Linked DNA regions of Mus musculus: region 1 is linked to region 2. Evidence: chromatin contacts called from public HiChIP or PLAC-seq data. All regions are on one chromosome and are shown on one strand. The core of a region is the stretch at or near the end of the contact, and the rest is flanking DNA. Distances in the headings are between cores, read along the strand shown.

Region 1 (5,939 bases), core at 3,123-5,622, 310 kb before region 2:
AGGCAAACTCCTCCCAGAAGAAAGACAAATGAAGTCAGCTAGCTACACGGCCCTCACTTCTTCTGGTCCCTTGGTGTTTCACTGAGCTGTGTGCTATTTCACACGTTCTTCCCAGACCCTTGCCTCTCCCCCAGAACAAAGATTCTATCTGTTACTAGTGCTGGTTAACTCTCACTAGGAAGCACTGGAAACCAAATGTCTGGCTTCCCTTGCCATATGGTCTCCAGGCCAAGTATGCAACTTCTTTGGAACAGAATAAAAGCAGCCATAGACTATATAAATGAACAGTCATGGGTGTGTTCTGATAAAACTGTTTACAATAAAAAAAAGATGGGGATTAGATATGGCAAGAGGATACCGATGGCCAATCTAGACTAACACACAGGCATGCTCACAACAGTCAAATAAATCCCATTCTGCAACACGCCCCCCCCCCCCAGATGAGAAGGACAGGAGAGACTCCCAGTGACCTGAGACTTGCTTTGCCTGAACCATCATATCCTCCTTCTGATTCCCTGCAAAGGGTGCCAGAGAGGGAAAAAAAAGGCATTGCCATATTAAGAGAAAAATAGAGCCAAAGAATTTCCTCAACCATCAGTGAAGTTCTTGAAATGGGTCCAGAGAACACACAGGGCTCCAGTTCTGAGTTTGGGGAAGTGAAACATTTTCACATGCCAAAATGACTACAATCAGAACAATAAGGGGCTCTGCGGCCGTTCGCCTCTGGATTGAGGACCTGCGCTGCAGAATAAAAGCCACCTTCCGCATCCCCACATCCCAGTCTGCACTTCTTCCTGAAATATTGATGCTCACCTCCCTATTTAAAAAGTAAAAAATCAATCTGGTAACAGGAGCTTTGCACAGACTCTCGGGCATCTCTGACAACTGCAGCAGAAGCCCTCCTAGTTCTGAGAGAGAAGACCACAGAAAAGTACAGCAAGCCAAAGCCCAGAAAGCATCCAAAATGGACGGGTACAAGCGCCAGTGGACATTCACGACAGCCAGATAGGAAGGTCCGGGGCAGTGTGGCCTACTCCAGGCTGCAGGCTGCTTTACGGGAAGAGGACAGCATCCAGAGGATGCACAGGCTTTGGTTTATCTGATTTGCTTTTGGAAGAGCCCATGGGCTTAGTCAGCATCCTCTGACAGTCAAGTGGCCTGAGGAGAACCCGAGTGAGTCATCTCCAGCAGCCGGCCACCAGGGGCTGACTCTCCACAGGCAGGGCCAAATCATGGGAGGTTTCGATATGAAAGTCCCAGTCCCCACAGCCCCCTAAGTGACCCTGCTCTGAACTCTGAGGTGAAGCATCAGACTTCAGGCCCTCTCAGCAGGCTCAGCAGTAAGAGGAGCCTCAGTAAGCAAAAACAACGGCACTCAGAGGCTATGCCTCAGCCACTTCAAACAGGTCTGTGGGACTGGTGGGACAAAGGTGGCCAGCCAGGCACCTACCTACATTGGTAGGCCTGAGGGGAGAAAGAAAGCCACCTCAGGCTGGGATAAAGGCTGTGTCCAAATATTTACCTGGTGGTTGGCGTCAGGGAAAAGAACCCACAGGAAGTCTCTCCTTGCTTCCTCAGCACTCAGAGGTACCAAGACCACAGGCTCAGTGTAACCCTGGCTCGGGCTGTATCTGGCCAAAGCCAACAGTGGGAGACAAGAGTGCACAGTCAGTCTGCTGCACAGCCCTCTTTATCTGAAGCTGTTTCAGAGGAACACTATAGCCATGATCACCTGGCTAATCTCCGAGCAGATGCTGTCTCTCCATCAGGGTTTCAATTGTCCATGTTCTACACCCCGACCAAAAAGCAAGTTGGGGAGGAAAAGGTTTATTTGGCTTACGCTTCCATATCACTGCTCATCATCGAAGGAAGTCCAACTCACTCAGGGGAGGAGCCTGGAGGCAGGAGCTGATGCAGAGGCCCATGGAGGGATGCTGCTTACTGGCTTATTCCTCATGGCTTGCTTATAGAACCCAGGCTTGGGGACGGCCCCATGCACAGTGGGCTGGGCCCTCCTCCGTCAATAACTGATTAAGACAATGTCTTACAGCTGGGTCTTATGGAGGTATTTTCTCAACTAAGATTCCTTCCTTCCAGATAATTCTAGCTTGTGTGTCAACTTGACCTAAGACTGGCCAGCATAGCTATCCAGTACCCAAGACCTGACCTGAAGGCCAAAAGAAATGTGTCCTTTATACTCTAGCAGTTGATGTGGAGTCTGAACACAGAGGAAGTGCTGGGGAGGTGGCTCAGTCAGTGAAGTGCTTCCTGCACAAGCTTGCCGACCTAAGTTTGATTCTCTGAGGCCATGGAAAGCCAGGCACACCTGTGATCCCAGCACGGGGCGGCTGGAGCTAAAGGGATCCTTGGAGCTTGCTCTAACCACGTCAATAAGCTCCAGGTTTGACAGGTAACCATGTCTCAGAGAGTAAGGTGGAAAGCAGCTGTCACCTAAACAGGGAGAGATAGAAAGCAGACACAGAGACGGAGAGACGGGGAGAGATAGAGATAGAGAAATCAAAATCAAGGGCAGCAAGGTACAGGGTCACATGCCTGAAATCCTAGGTATGTAGGAAGCTGAAACGGGAGGATTACTTGAGCCCAGCAGTTTGAGGCTTCTCTGAGCAGCATATTAACACAAACACACACACACACACACACACACACACAAATAATGAAAAATTAAACAGCAACAAGTAGCAACAAATTCTTATTTAAATGAGGAAGGAGGGCAAATGCAGAACGATGGGGGGGGGGGCTGGAGCGTGAGGGGGACTCAGATGTGGGAAACTATTTTATGCAGTGAGTCAGGCAAGGGATGTCCCTGGGGTCTAAAGCAGGATGTGACTGCATCCCTGAAGGACAAGGGAAGGCCAGGCAGAAAGAGCACTCTAAACCTCAAGGAGCTGTGCAGAGATGGTGAGGGGTAGGAGGACGAGGGAAGGGGCTACAGATCGAGCGGGTGGGTCTCAGGAAGGAGTTGTCAAGACACTCTGAAACAGTAGTTCTCAACCTTCCTAAAGCTACGACCCTTTAATACAGTTCCTCGTGTTGTGGTGACCCATCAACCATAAAGTCATTTCATTGCTACTTCGTAGCTATAATTTTGCTACTGTTATGAATCCTAATGTAAATATCTGCTATGCGACCCCCAAGGGGTTTGCAACCCATAGTTTGAGAACGGCTGCTGTGAAAGAAAGGATTTCTCCAGCATAGGTGAGACAGCATCTGGAGGAATCAGTACAACAGCTGGAAAAACAGCTGCGTGACGACATTTCCCTGGTGCTTTCTGAACACTTCCCCATCTCTCTGCCCATGCCTCTGCTCCAGACTCAGGACACCTGATAGGTTGACATTTTACATTTCCTCCATCTCTTGAGGCTCTCTCCTCTTCTTAAACTGCTCAGGAAGGAGAGAGAGAGAGAGAGAGAGAGAGAGAGAGAGAGAGAGAGAGAGAGAGAGAGAGAGAGAGAGAGAGAGAGACAAAAACTGCCTTTGGATTAAAGTTAAAAATATTCTGTACACAGGGCCAGTGGCTCGAGTCAAACACATTTGGAAATAGTTTGCATCTCAGACTGAACTAGTTTGCCCTCAAAGCTGCTTTCCATTAAAATATTTACATGTGTGAGCCCCACCCCCACCTCCAGATCAATACTGACCCCACTGAGGACCCTTAGCTTCAGCTCGAGGACAGGAGAATCCCATGAGACCTGTAGGGGTCATCCTCTCCCCTCCAGGGGGTGGAACAGGAGGAGTCCCAACCACAGATGGCTACCCTGTGTGAGCCTTTCCCACTGAGTTCTTCAGAGCCTCAAAATGCAGCAGGCAGAGTGCATGCGCATGTGTCCGCTCAGCAGAGAAACAAAAGAGAGGCTTTTGGTCACAAGCCCAGAAAGCTCTCTGGCAATTGCAAGCCAAGCAGCTCCAATCCCTTAGAGATGTGAAGCATCTCTGTGAGAGGGATGAAGTGAAGGAACTTGGGAAGGGCCTGCTCTGTGGCGGTGATTACAGAGGCCTTACGCGATGTGTCCTTTCCTTGAGCAGCATCCATCAGTGGTTTGCGATTCTAAGGGGTAGCATGCGCTCACCACACTTGGGCCATGCGGGTCGAGGCCCTGTGGCATAGGACAACTTCCCCACCCCCAACCCCCAAGCTCCCCAATGGTGGATCTGCCCCCAAAAAAAGATGGCTGGTGATCTCAGAAAAAAAAATAAAAAAGGTGGGGGCAGGTGGGATAAAAATCAAGTGAACAATGACATTGCATGCCCATTGCACCTTCCATTTCACAAAAAAGGACAGTGTGAGTCACAGACAACTCATGCTGATAGGAAACTGGGCCTAGATGGCCAACCCTTGAATTAGTCACTGGGCTTAAGCTCCTGTCTCCTCTTCCTACCTTCACACCCGCCTCCCTCAAATGCTAGGACTGTGGGTATGCACCACCACACCCACAATCCTACTCTGCCTTCTCTGACCTTCCCTGACCTGTTCCTTGGTTGCTGCCCCTAGGACGACGCAACGCCAAGCAAGTGCCTAGCCCATCACTGCCCACCACGCACCTTGATCATACCACACACTATGGGGTAAATTCTGCTCGAACACAATTCAACTGGATGGCCAGCCTGTTCCTTCCAAATCAAGCTTTGTTACAAGCCAGACTCTCCCTAGAATAACTCTCACCAGAACAGGGACAAACAGGAAAGAGGGGTGGCAGGGGTTGGGGGCAGGCAGGAATCAGGCTTTGATGTGGGTGTCTGCAATGTAATAGCCTTGCATTTCCAACTCCATTTTCAAAAGCTACATCAGGTCAATTTTACATTTCCAAACATGGTGGGGGGTGGGGGTTGTTCGTGCAGTACATGTCAAACAGCAGGCTTCTGGTTAAAGAGCTAGACACTCAGGGAATGCCTTCACATTTTGCTTGGTTATGCCAGAGGTGACATGAGGCTTCTCCTGTCTCCACATTGGCTCAAAATCAGAAAAGAATATCCCTGGACTGGAAGCAATCACGTGGTATGCACCCACGCATTCCAAACATGAAATTACTTGAGGAGACAGCTCACAAACCACACAGGCCAGAGCCCTGCCTGCAGATGGCCAGGAGGCCCCCAGTGCTGGCTGCCTTCCAAGAACTGAGTCTGAAGGTCCTACATGTGGTCACTGACTGTGCTATTCTGGCCAATCTCCTTCCGGTGCCTCCACCGAATTCTAGACACCTTGCTAGCAGCATTCCTAAAAGGGGACACACCAACCTTTCCATGGGCTATTTAAGGTCAGGCTACTCCATCCCATGTGAAGGCCAGGCTTTGTCCCTGTGCTAATGGCTATGGAGTTAGGTACCTGGAATCTGCAGCCTGGCTCTGAGGAGGCTAAGGGTGATAAGATGGAGGAGTGGTCTCTGAGCATTCTTTCTTCTTTTAAAATACATTTTTAAAAGATTTATTTATTTATTATATGTGTACACTGTAGCTATCTTCAGATACTCTAGAAGAGGGCATCAGATTTTTGTTACGGATGGTTGTGAGCCACCATGTGCTTGCTGGGATTTGAACTCAGGACCTTTGGAAGAGCAGTCGGTGCTCTTAACCGCTGAGCCATCTCACCAGCCCTCTTCTTTTATAAAATGGGAATAACACGGCTACTCTATATACTAAAGAATGGTTAGATGAGAAGTCAGAGCCTGGACCAACTGTCTTGGTATCAATAAACACATTTAGAAAGATGAGCTCTTGATAGAAATTTCACAGTAACTTAACAGAAATAACACACAACTGTGACCCTGAGGTCAGTTGTCACCTACATGGGCACAGAGCCTGTATCTACAACCTTCAGCCCCAGCCCTCACCACCCCAGCCTCTGAGAAGGTAAGGAGACAAGCAGGGTATGGGGGGAGATTCTGAACAGCTGCCTAATGCTATTTTAAAGGAGATAAAAGGAC
Region 2 (5,916 bases), core at 3,070-5,569:
AACAGTGTCTCAGGTGTGACATCTTAGTGCGTTAGGCGGCTCTAACAGATGCCCAGAGACTAATGGCCTGTAGAGCATTTTCACAAGCAGTAACTGACATGGGAGAGCTTTGTTTCTCTCAACATTCTGGAAGCTGAGATTTCATGATCAAAGCCAGCAAGTCTAGGTTCTGATGGGAGTCCTTCTCCAGGCTCAGAGTTTGTGCCGATTCATCTGGTGGAAGGGGGCAGGGAACTCTCTCTGGTTCCTTTCATATAACACTAATCCCATTCATGAACGTTCACCAACCTCCCCAAGCCCCTGCCTCCTAATACCACCAACCACCCTTGAGCCTTCAGGTCTGTGCAGGCTCGTCTTATGTCACCTTGATACAAATGTCATGGATAGGAGGGAGTCTCCATTGAAAAACATACTTCCATAAGACTGAGCCTGTAGAAAATTTTCACAATCAGTAGTTGGTGTGGAAGAACCCGGCCCATTGTGGATGGGGCCGTTCCTGGGCTGATGGTCCTCAATCTAACCAGGCTGAACAAACCTTGTGGAGCAGGCCAGTAAGCAGAACTCCTTCATGGTCTCCACATCAGCTCCTGCCTCCAGGTCCCCTCCCAGTTTGAGTACCTCCTGTCATGGCTTCCCTCAAAGGTCCATGACTCAGGATATGGAAACCAATGTCTTACCAAGTTGCTTTCATATATGGTAGTGTTTCATCAGACTGACAGTAACCCTCACTAAAACAGGGTCTCAACATACGACTTCCGGAGGACACAGAGGAACACACTGTCACAGGAATACAGGATTCTTGCTGGCTAGAGTGATCTAGGTGAAGTCCTAGGAATATTCTAGGAATAGCTGAGACAACAAAGGGCATTACTGGGCCCCTGTGTGCAACGATTCCTGCAAACCAACAACAGTTTTTCAGGCAGGAAGGCCACTAGTGCGAGGCTCCATCCTCTATGCCACACAACCAAGGAAACTTCCTCCCTCTCTCCCTCTCTGCGTGGTTACAAAACCGCTGGCCTTCCTTCTCTTCCTCAGAGGAGAAGGGTGGTGTGGAGAAAGCTGGCCAAGGACAACAACGGCAAAGCCAGGCCCGGTGTCCTGAGGAAGTCGTCAGCACGGGGAGAACGGCCAAGAAACAGGAACAGCAAGATCAAAGGCAGCAGAAGCCAGGCTCTCATGAGAAGAGGAGCTGCGTGTACAAAATGTGATTGGGCTGTAGGAAAAAGAAAGAGACGGGGCTAGGCGGTGGTCGGAGACTATCAGTTACGCTGGAATAGAGGCAGAGAGGTGTGCATGCATGTGAGTCCCTGTGTAGACAGAAGCACACATTCATCCTATTTCCCAACTCCCTCTTGAGAAAGGTTCTGTCAAAAGGATGGAACCTCAAAGGGGCAGCCATTAGCCAAACCTTCGGTTATTTGGACCTCAAAATGGGAAATATGGGACCTAGAGAGATGGCTCAGTGGTTAAAAGCACTGGTTGTTCTCCCAGAGAACTAAGGTTCAATTCCCAGCACCCACATGGCAGCTCATAATGAGCTGTAGCTCTTGTCTCTTGGGATCCAAGGGCCTCTGAGGGAACTGTACATACATGTGCATAGTCAGACATGTAGGCAAAACACGCATCCACACAGGATAAACGCTCAAAGAAATAACAAAAAAACATAGAGAAAGTAATGGATCGCAATCAATCCATGGAGTTAGCGTAATGATGGATATATCCACATGGACTGAAGTGATGACAAGGAGAAAGGAGGGCCTCCTAGTGTCTGGTGCGGTCGAGAAAACAAAGATGCATCCACTAAGGATGCATCATGAAGGAGGCAAGCGAAGGCCAGGCAGGGGCCATGGGAGGATGCTAGGGCAGAGGCACGGAGGCATAAAGCAGCAAGTGGACATCTGATCGCTAAGCATCTTCTACCAAATACCATGTGATCACAAAATGAAAAGTGATCTCTCTGTAGTGGAGAGGTCTGGCAGGCTCCGGCTTTGCCAGGTACTCCTGCCACCACTACAGAGGCCCAGCTACACTTCTATAGATTAGTCTGCTCATAGACGGGCATAGAGTGAGGGCCTTTCAACATCATGAAACATCTGTGCTCTTCAAGGTCATGGGAAACTGGGAAAGGCAAGGCAGGATTCTAGACTGAAAGAGAGTAGGTGGTGGGACACAGGGTCCAGCGTAGGACTGTGCCCTGGACCTGCTGGGACATGGTCAGAGGTGGTGATGCTGAGTGGAGTCTGAGAACTGGGGACTGCTCCCCCGATGGATGGCTGCACTGGAGTCATACCAGAGGGTGCTGCTGTCTAGGGACATGCATGCTGGAGCTCTCGAGGATTTGGGCTTTAGGTTTGGGAGGGGTCGACTTCATTCAAGTTGATCTTGAATGACTCAGAGAGGAATAGGAACAGATATACATCTGTAGATAGAGTGACTGGCCGAACCTACGTGGGAGAATATCAGTACACTGTTCTCACAGCTGTTCGGAACCAGCAATCAATGTGTGCAACAACAGTAAAACAAGGCTTGCCAGCGACGCCCTGCACCAGCGAGGAGCCTGGTCTGGCTCTGGCAGGCCGCACGGGCTCTGAGGAGAGCAGGGAGGTTAAGGTGGACAGCTGAGGCTAGGTTCTGAGAGGCCTCAGAAGGTCAGGAGATAAGGCATGAACTTGTAGCCTTGAGGTGACAAGAGTGTCAACAGAGCCATCCGCAGGCGAGTGGCAGGACATTTTAAAAATGACAGTCATGTTGCTGCAGAGAATAACTAAAGAGACGATCCCCTAGTGAGGGGTCCCAGTAAGAGCTCTGGGACTATTTAGGAGCCAGATAAGGCTGGACAGCACACAAGCCGCTGCAGAGGAGGGGGGCTTCCAGGTGTCCACCCAGGATTTCGTGAATGACAGAGGGAGCAATCAGAGGCCATCTGGGATTTGATCATTGAATGACTTGGCTTTAACTACAAGCCTCACACATAAACTCAGGACTTCCTGTGTCATTAGTGACTTATCTTTAACAAGGATTTGAGATTCTTTATTTATTTATTTATCTCTAAAGGAAGTCCGGTGAACTTAAATAAGTTTACATCATTCTGACTAATACATAAACTAGGGTTCCCTGGAGTTTGGGATGTTGTTATTGGCATTGCTACCTTTTTCTTCTATAAATTGTTTCGTTTTCTCCTGAGACAGAATCTCCCGTAGTCCAGGCTGGCCTTAAACTACCCACGTGGGGTAGGATGACCTTACCTAGAACTCCTGGTCCTCCTGCCTCCACCTCCAGCCTGCTGGGACTACAGGCAGGTGCTATGGGGCCAGGTTTACTAAGCAGAGGGTTTTGTGTGTTCTAGGCAAGCACTGTACCTACCGTGCTCCACACAGCCGGGTCTCTGGCTCGGAAGTATTCCTTCTTCTTTTCCCCACGTAAGCTAAGAAACCTACTTTATTATCTAAATGATAGTCTCATCATGTTACCCAGACTAGTTCAATTATCATGCCAAGGCCTCTAACTAGCTGGGGCTGTGGGTGTGGGGCACAGTGTTAGCTAATGTAAAACTTGATAAACTCAAGGCTGGACTCCCCAGAAACTGTGCACTGCACTTTAGGGAACCCCGGAAGTCACAGCTGCCAGCTCTGTGCAGCTCACCTCTGTTATGTGAGGTTTTGGAAGGCAATGTCAGAGCTCAGTGGAATGGAAACGTCTCTGACTGTAGCTCTTCTGCACAAGCTGTAGGCTAGCTGTAAACTAGCAATACACAGTAAGCAGAGGGAAGGTGTCATGACACCTGGAGACTCCCCTGGGAGTGTCCTTCGCAGAGCACTACTGAGCATCCTGTCAAGTATGTCCTCTGGGGAGCGTAGCAGACAGACCCTTGTTCTGCTTCTACTGATAATCACTAATGCAGGCTCTGGGCAAGCCAGGCTGGGCTTTCTTTGTCTGGATCTAGTAGGTGAGAGTGGATTGAGCATGGCCTGGCATTCCTGAGCACCAGGCACAAGCAGAGCCGATTCCTAGACCAGCAAGATCAAGTTGCCTAAGATCAGACAGGGAACAAGGCTGTAATGGTTAAGGTATTTGACCAAGATCTAGGAATGCTCGTTTTATTGTTGCTAACACTCTAATATGAACTTGGTAACAGATTAACCTAAGCATACGAGCCTCACTCATAAGAACAGCTCCTTGCCAAGCCTGTGTGGGGAGCATCCCACACTCTCAGGCTTCCTTTGCAAGGATGAAGAACACTATCAAGCTGAAGCCAAGGGCATGCATAGGAGTCCAGAAATCTTCCAGTCAGCCAGGAGGCCTGGCCAGAGGGAGGAAACAGGATGAAGGTGCCTCCCACAGGGCTCTAGGGAAAGTGGCTGGTGGGATGACTCTGAGGCAGAGTACAGACAAACACTTCCACTCCCAGATAAGCAAGTCCAGCAAGGCAAACACTTGCCCTTTGGTTAAAACAAAAGGAAATACTCTTTTTTTTTTTTTTAAGAGGAAAAAACGTGTACAGTATCTCAGGGCTTTGCCAAATGTGGTCTGTAATTCTTCGGGACTCCTGACAAGAGGGCAGCCATACTGCCTGACAGAAGATAGTAGAGGAGACCAGGTCTTGGGAGTGTGGGCCTCTCACTGCTGACCCTAAAGTCCTTCAGGAGCCCAGGCTGTCTTCTGGAGTCTTCCCTTGGAAAGAGCACAGCCCAGTCTGGAGCACAGGCACAGCTCAGGAGGGGTGCAAGGAGCCATGGGACCTCTCAGGAGAGAGGAAGAAACAAAACAGCAGGTCCAGGAGGGAACTTGGACCATCAGCAACAAAAGAGGAAACATTGCCCTTCACTACCAAACCTCAATCCAGGACACAGAAGTAAGTGTACGGGAATGAATGAATGAATGAATGAATGAATGAATGAACGAACGAACCAAGAAGGCTGTACAGCCCCCAGGGAGCCATAGCCGTGAAGGCTGATATAATGCAGTGTTTGGCACACATTTCAAGCAAAACTTCCACTCATTTCAACTCTGACCTGCGCTTTTCATTTCTTATAAGGTCTCAATTGTTTTTTCAAAGCCTCAAATTTATTTTTCCTACTCCTGGGCTTCAGTACTGGGTCTTTGCTGGTGAAGAAATAAAAGGCCTGACATAACCCCTCTTGGGAGGCAAAGACTGCAGGGTCAGACTGCCTTAGTCAGAACCATTCCTCTGCAATAAAGAGCAGTGCAGTCTTAGGGCAGGTCTACCCAAAGCTCAGTCTCCCCATCTGCCACCCAGGCAACAGTCAGACTCATTAAGGGCAGTCCTGAGAGCATCTCTCCAGCAGGGTACCTGACCAGTGGGATGTGTTCAAGAGAGGAAGGTACCATCAACATAGACGCAGCAGGTCCACACTCCCTCCTTCCTCCCCGAAGGGTGTGCCTCCCCCCATATACACACTTCTCCTTCTCCCAGACTGTGAGGACACCAGTAGAATGGGGATCAAGAATGAACACAGCACAGACGGTAGCAAGTGATGGGACAAATGTTGACGAGCACACAGGATGTACTAGGCACGATGCAGACATGTTTTCACAAAGAACAAGCAAGCACAGCCTCTGGTGATGGCTGGAATACGGTTCATCTCACAACCTCAAGCTGAAGTGCAATCCCCACCAAGACATATTTAAAGGCGGCACCAGGTGGCACCTGTAAGGGCTAATTAAAGCTCTGCCCTCAGGAGTGGATTAATCCATTTATGCACCTAATGGATTAATGGATTATCTTGAGAGTGGATCTGTTATAAAAGCCAGTCTGGCTGGGTCTCTCACATGTTCCCAGTCTCTTGTCATGTGATGTTCTGTACTCGTTTGTTACTTTGGCAAGGAGAAGGCTGTCACCAGATGCATCCCTTTGACCTCAAATGGAGCCACCAATCAAAATAAACCTTTTTTTTC

Evidence for each region. HiChIP or PLAC-seq counts read pairs in DNA pulled down with a chosen protein or histone mark.
Region 1: a contact with region 2 is called in an HNF4G HiChIP or PLAC-seq map of pancreatic cancer cells. The contact joins two enhancer-like sites. A contact is called at or near these places in 2 of 115 datasets of contacts at active chromatin or transcription factors (fibro-adipogenic progenitors and pancreatic cancer cells).

What each region holds. Positions count from the first base shown.
Region 1 is chr7:130,963,979-130,969,917 of GRCm38.p6, reverse strand. The region is part of intron 3 of Htra1 (HtrA serine peptidase 1); the gene reads right to left. Among named protein-coding and RNA genes, the nearest start is that of Htra1, 31 kb to the right of the region's middle. Within about 2 kb of position 4,372, at least 138 of the 459 cell types and tissues checked have an H3K27ac peak or open chromatin away from gene starts, as enhancers often do. A contact at or near this core is called in pancreatic cancer cells, where this site is marked.
Region 2 is chr7:130,653,139-130,659,054 of GRCm38.p6, reverse strand. All of the region lies in intron 3 of Tacc2 (transforming, acidic coiled-coil containing protein 2), which reads right to left. Among named protein-coding and RNA genes, the nearest start is that of Gm39098, 10 kb to the right of the region's middle. Within about 2 kb of position 4,319, at least 69 of the 459 cell types and tissues checked have an H3K27ac peak or open chromatin away from gene starts, as enhancers often do. A contact at or near this core is called in pancreatic cancer cells, where this site is marked.